Regions from separate parts of the Sus scrofa genome. Here region 2 is linked to region 1. Evidence: chromatin contacts called from public promoter capture Hi-C data. All regions are on one chromosome and are shown on one strand. The core of a region is the stretch at or near the end of the contact, and the rest is flanking DNA. Distances in the headings are between cores, read along the strand shown. Region 1 holds the start of ZNF251 (zinc finger protein 251). Region 2 holds the start of CCDC166 (coiled-coil domain-containing protein 166).

The links. Promoter capture Hi-C pulls out the DNA fragments that hold promoters and counts their contacts.
Region 2: a promoter capture Hi-C map of liver shows a contact between it and region 1, with 4 times the contacts expected there. The contact joins the promoter of CCDC166 here to the promoter of ZNF251 in region 1. A contact is called at or near these places in 1 of 5 promoter capture datasets (liver) and 1 of 2 datasets of contacts at active chromatin or transcription factors (alveolar macrophages).

The regions. Positions count from the first base shown.
Region 1 is chr4:185,151-188,087 of Sscrofa11.1, reverse strand. ZNF251 (zinc finger protein 251) reads right to left here and starts at 1,399. Exons shown (of 6, transcript XM_021090452.1): 1 at 592-1,399; 2 at 447-479; 3 at 58-190. The coding sequence starts at 594. It overlaps LOC102158405 (a long non-coding RNA gene), which reads left to right and starts at 1,520. Exons shown (of 3, transcript XR_002343681.1): 1 at 1,520-2,690.
Region 2 is chr4:919,071-922,237 of Sscrofa11.1, reverse strand. CCDC166 (coiled-coil domain-containing protein 166) reads right to left here and starts at 1,806. Exons shown (of 2, transcript XM_013993490.2): 1 at 874-1,806; 2 at 1-780. The coding sequence starts at 1,314.

The DNA of each region.
Region 1 (2,937 bases), core at 150-2,649:
GCAAGCAGCGTCCCCAGCTCCCTAGAGGCCCCACCGTGAGCTGGCGGAGAGCCTCACCCAGCGAGGCCACGTGCCCGTAGTTCTCCAGCATCACGTCCCTGTATAGCGTCCGCTGGTCTGGGCCCAACTGCCGCCCTTCCTCCCAAGAGAAGTACACAGCCACGTCCTGGAAGGTCAGCGGCACCACCTCCTGCAACGACAGGTGGGTGCTGCCCGCGGGGCTGTGCCCACTGGGTGGACCTGTGGTGGTCAGCCAGAGGGCCAGCTGCCCTCTTCCGTCCTGAGACCCAGCTAGTCCCCCAGCAGCCCTCTGGCGGGGGGGGGGGGGGGGGGGGTTGGGGGTTGGATCCCAGAGCCCTGTCCTTGGGGTGCTAGGGCTCCTGGCTTCTCGGCGTGCTGGGCTCACCGCTCCAGAGGGGGGAGGACAGGGAGGAAGGTGAACTCACCTGGGGCGCCAGAAGCCAAGTGTGGCAGCCATCCTGGGGGAGTGGGATCTTAGGGAAGACTCGGGACCTGAGGGGGCAGCCCTGGCCCGGCCTCCCCCAGCTCACCGTCAAGGGGCAGAGGCCCACACCCAGACCCATTCAATACCATTCAGTCACTCCATTAGCTTCCAAGGGCCTGGTGAAGGACGGCAGAATTGGGTTCCTGGAGTGGCCTCCTGGGGCCACGCGTAAAGTCGCTCATAAACGTTGCGGGTCAGAGGCAATCACAAGCCAACGCGAGTCGGACTGGCCAGAATCCCACTGAAACTCCCTAGAATGGGGGAGCAAGGGCCCAAATGGCCCTCGTGGGCCCAGTGGGGCCGGGAGGTGAGGGTGCAAGCTGGCAGCTCCAGTGACCCAGCGTCCCAGGACAACCTGAAGCAAAGAACCGCACCCCACCAACAGGATGAGAGGACTGGGCGGCCGGGTGGGCTGAGCTACTGAGGGTGCAGCTGGAAGCCTGCGTCCTTCTCACCGCTTGGTCCCCAGCTTCCAAATCGGCCTCCCAATCCTGGCTGCTCCTTAGGCCAGGCTGCGGTCGCTTCCTCATTCTGCCAACAGACTCCCCTCCGACCTCTTCCCAGCCCTGCGGGCCCGGTGACTCCTCGGGTTCGCGAGCTCCGGCCGCCCGGGGCTACAGGCACAGCCCGCCGCTTCTCCGGCGCCCCCAGGCCATTGGGTGCCGACGCTCCGCGGGGCAGGCCTCCCCTGAAAGCTCCGCGCGGCGGCCCCTGGCCAACGCGACCCTGGCTGAAACCTCCCGAAGCTCCGCCCGGACGCACCTCGGTCCCCGGGGCCCGCCCACCGCACTAGAGCGCGCCCCGCCGGCAGGCGCCCCTCTAAGGCTCGCGCCCCAGGCGAGCGCACGCGACCGGCTTGCACACCTGCGCGCACCGGTCAGCCCGCGGCGGGGCAGGGCCGCCCGGGCCGCGCTGCGCACGCGCAGGACGCCCCGCCCCGCCGGGTGGCCGCGGAGGGCGCCGCAGCCGGTGCCCCAGGACGGCCCACGGGGACGATCCGGCCGGAAGCGGCCGCGTGGTCCCGGCCCCGCCCTTCCGGGCGGCCGGGGTTCAGCGGACCCGTCCCGCTATGCCTTGCTCTTGGCTCCGGGCTGGGCGGAGGTTCGAGTCGGACCCGCTCTGCCCTCCTCTCCGTCTCCAGGGCCGCACGTGTCGCCGGATCGCTCCAGTCCGGCGGCGGGGCTCACTCAGCTGCGTTCCTGTCGGTAACGAGCACAAGCTCGCAAATAAGGACGCAGAGTGAAGGTGTTTAAATCACACCTGTCACTCGGAGGAGGAAGGGACGGGGTAAGGGTAGGGACGTTAGGTGACACCGAGGACCCTCTTGTCTTCCAGACGCGCTGCTGGAATCAGGCCACCGGTTCAGGTCTGAGCTCGAGGCAGTCAGGTAGCAGGAGGATATCCAAAACTTTAAACACCGTGCAGAGACGTCACACGGGATTAAAACGCTGCCAGGCTGGAGAGTGTGTTGCTGCTGGCGGGGTCTGATGAGCAGTCTTGAAATCAATGCAGCCGAGTATGCAGCCCCATGAGATCAGGTAGTACTAGTGCTGTGTTTTGTCCACTAGGAAACCACCAGCCTTACAGCAGCGGCAGGAGCGTAGGAAGCATTCTGTAAATACTGGGTGAGCACTTGGATAAAAGGATAAAAGGCTGAAAGGAAGCACATCACTCTAGTTTTAAGACTGCAAAGTACATATTTGATTGCCTTATTTTCTGAGGCTTTCTGAATTGATACACCTCCAGCTTATAGGGTTGCCAATTGCCGGGCAAACAGTCCATGCATAACAGCACAGCAGGTGACAGGATCACGACCACATTTCTGTAGATTCCCTCAGCAAGGAGCACAAATGACAGATCATTTATTTCTTAGGCTCCTCAGACCCACAAGATGACAGGAAGCACAGACAGCAGATTCCTCTGTTGCTTGGCATCAACTCCAAACCAAACTACCTCCAGGCAGCTTTGCTCTGCAGCTGTACCCCAAGGGAAACAAAATGGAAAGTCCAGTAAAGACGGCATCACAGTTGATTCTACAAGATTGATTGTCTTCCTTTGTTTCCAGGGAGCCTCCGGCATTCTGCCAAGACTCAGCTCAGGCTGCAACTCAGCCTTGGCCACATGGCCAGTGTGGAAATGTACAGAGCTGTTCCCTGCACTAATGACCTCCCTTTTGCTAAAACCAGTGCGTGCGTTTTATTATTTTTTTAAGTTATCATGTTATTATAATTAATTTTCGTCTTTTTTTGTGTGTGTCTTTTTGCTATTTCTAGGGCCGCTCCCGCGGCATATGGAGGTTCCCAGGCTAGGGGTCGAATCGGAGCTGTAGCCACCGGCCTACGCCAGAGCCACAGCAACGCGGGATCCGAGCCGCGTCTGCAACCTACACCACAGCTCACGGCAACGCTGGATCCTTAACCCATTGAGCAAGG
Region 2 (3,167 bases), core at 557-3,056, 730 kb before region 1:
CCGCGACGACACCCGAGAGTCCGGACGGGATGGGGTCCAGGGAAGGATCCGGGAGCCCGAGCGGGACAAGGTCCAGGAAGGGACCCGGGAGGCTGGGCGCGAAGGGATCGAGGACGGTACCCTGGAGCCCACCTGCGATGGGGGCTGGGATGGAGCCTGGGAAGCCGCCCTCGAAGGGGCCAGTGACGGGCCTCTGAGGGCAACACGCGACGGGGTCAGCGACGCGGCCCGGGAAGCCGCAAGCGTCCAAGAGGCCGGGCGCCACGAGACCTGAGACGGGTTCCGTGAGGCACAGGCTGAGGGAACGCGGGAGAAGGCGCGCAGCGGGCTGGTGGAGGAGGCGAACGGCCCCGGGGGTGAGGCAGCCGACGGCGGTTGCCACAGCGGCGGCCCCTCGGGGCCGCGGGAGAGCCAGCCATGCACGCGCGCCAAGTCCCGCGTGTCCTCGTGCTCGCGCCGCAGCTGCTCCCGCTGCTCCAGCAACTGGCGCCGCATGTCGTGCAGCAGCTGGGCCCGGCGGAGCAGCCGCAGCAGCTCCTGCCGCAGGCGCCCGTTGTCCGCTCTGATGGCCTGAGTGTGCGCGAAGAGCGCGCGCGCCGCCTCACGCTCCGCACGCCGCGCCAGGGACTGCACGCGCTGGCGCGCCTCGCGCTCGAAGGCTGCCTTGTCCTCCAGGAAGCGCCGCTTCACGCGGTGGAGCAGCTGCGTGTGCTCCACGCGCATGTGCAGCAGCTCGCGCTCCAGCGTCCGGATCCGGGCCAACTGCTCCAGCTGCAGCTCCTGCGGCGGGCGCGCGGGTCAGCGCGGGTCTACGACGCGCACCCACCTCGCCCAGCTCCCGCCCCGCCCGCCCGCGGGAGGGTGCGCACTGGCCTTGTAGGGCTGCAACGCCTGCACCTGCTGCGCCATCTGCGCCGCGCGCGCCTCCATCTCCAGCAGCTGCGCGCGCACCCCGTCCTCACGCCCGCGGTAGAGCGATGCCAGCTCCGCCCGCTGCCAGTGGATCAGCGTCAAGTCCACGCGGTTCTGCTCCTCCAGCCGGACGACGGCGTTGGCGCAGCGCTGGGCGCGCGCGCTCACGTAACTGGCGTAGAGCCGGTTCTCCTCGCGCAGGCGCAGCGCCTCGCGGTCGAGGAAGGCGTTGTCCCGCAGCACTTGGTCCACTCGCTGCTCGCAGGCGTCCAGCTGCTCCGAGAGCAGCTTGTACTCGCGCTGCAGGTACTGAGCGCGTTCCGACAGCGGCGGCTCGGCGCCCTCTCCCCCCGCGCCCGACCGGCGCCCCGCGCTTGTCCCGCGCTTCTTCTTGGGCGCCATGGCTGGGGTCCCCCAGCCCGCCACTCCAGCTCCGCCCTTCCCCTCCTCCGGCCCGAATGTTCTGGCGGGGCTGGAAGCGTCTCAGGGTCACGAGGTTGGAGGCCGGAATCAGGGGGTTGCGGTCCATCAGGGGTCAGGGCATCGTCGCCAACCTTTGCTAGTGGTCTCTTTCCGGATCTTGGCCGGCCGTCGGGGCTCGCCCACCTTTAGTGGAGTTGCGGTCTGCATGGAAACAGAACGTAGTCGCTCTTCCCCACTCCCCACCACCACCACCCCCCCGCGCCCCGTTGCCAGGGCAATGGCCCGACTCGCCTTTCTCCATTACCCCCGACTCCCTCACTCGGAGGAGTCCGTGCATGACGGCCTGTGTGCTCGCTGCAAACCCCAGGCGCGCAGGACTTCGGCTTTCCCTGGAGGGCGATGCTGAGCTTGCTTTGTTTTTTTTGTCTTTTTGCTATTTCTTGGGCCGCTCCCTCGGCATATGGAGGTTCCCAGGCTAGGGGTCCAATCGGAGCTGTAGCCACCAGCCTACGCCAGAGCCACAGCAACACTGGATCCGACCCGCGTCTGCGACCTACACCACAGCTCAGGGCAACGCCGGATCGTTAACCCACTGAGCAAGGGCAGGGACTGAACTCGCACCTCGTGGTTCCTAGTCGGATTCGTTAACCACTGCGCCACGACGGGAACTCCTGGGCTTGCTTCTAACAGACGGCAGCCGTCAGAGGTGCGCCCACTCCACGTGCCAGACTCGGGCCCTTTGCGGACTGTACACCAATGGGCTCTTCCCCCACTTGTCCCCATATGGCGAGAGTCCTCGCCAGGTTCCTGGCCTCCCCCACCACACACACGTGAAATGTCCCTATATCTCTTCAGGACAGAGCGCTTCCCCGCAGCTTCTTATCGCTCCGGGGACCCTGGTTTTCCTCGAGGCGCTTCATGATTCCTGCCTGTCCTGGAGCCTTCGTGGGAGTTAGGGCCTCTGCGAGGGTCGAGCACGCCAAAATGCCATCCATCAGTGCAGTGTGTCTGTCTCTCTCTGGGGTTTCCTCTCTGGGCTCCTAAGCCCACACGTGCAGCATCAGTCCCCGATATCCCACCCGCCGCTGGACCTGGGCCTTCTTTCCCAGCTGGCCAGCGTGGCTGGAGAGGAAGGGCACGTCCAGCGATTTGGCTGGGCTCCTTCTGCCATTAGCATTGCGGAAACAACATCGTAAACCCCTCCTTGCCCAGAGAGTGAGCAGAGCGTCGAGCCTCCCATCCTGTCAGATGCCTTAGACAAGTAACTTTAATCTACACGTTTCGGTCTTGCCGTCATACAGTCAAGGTTCTGTCCAGGTCTGCCCACATTTGCTGCAAGAAAAACAAGTTCAAGGATTGCTGACTTGTAACTTTGTGGGGGGCACGGTTTAGGAAACCACATTTGTAGGAAGGCTTATGTTGAAAACTGTCTTAGGAGGTGGCTTTTTTTTTCCCCCTTTGGCTGCCCCACAGCATATGGAGTTCCAGGGCGGGGATCAGATCCGAGCTGCAGCTTCGACCTTTGCTGCCGCTGTGACACCGTCCCATCCTTTAACCCACTGTGACGTGCGGGGATCAAACCCACGTCCTGGCACTGCAGGGACATCGCTGATCCCACTGCGCTGCAGTAGGAACTCCAGGAAGTTGCTCTTGGAGCCTGGTAAGTCGCTCCTCTGGCTGGACTTGCTCCAGCTAGTGGCACCTGCACCAGAGGTGTGGCAGAGCCTTTTAAATTTGGGGACACATTTGGGGCATGTGCCTCTTTGTAAAAAATGTAATTTATAAATAATAAAATGACAAACTTCAAGACCATGTGGAATTTCCATCTTTTG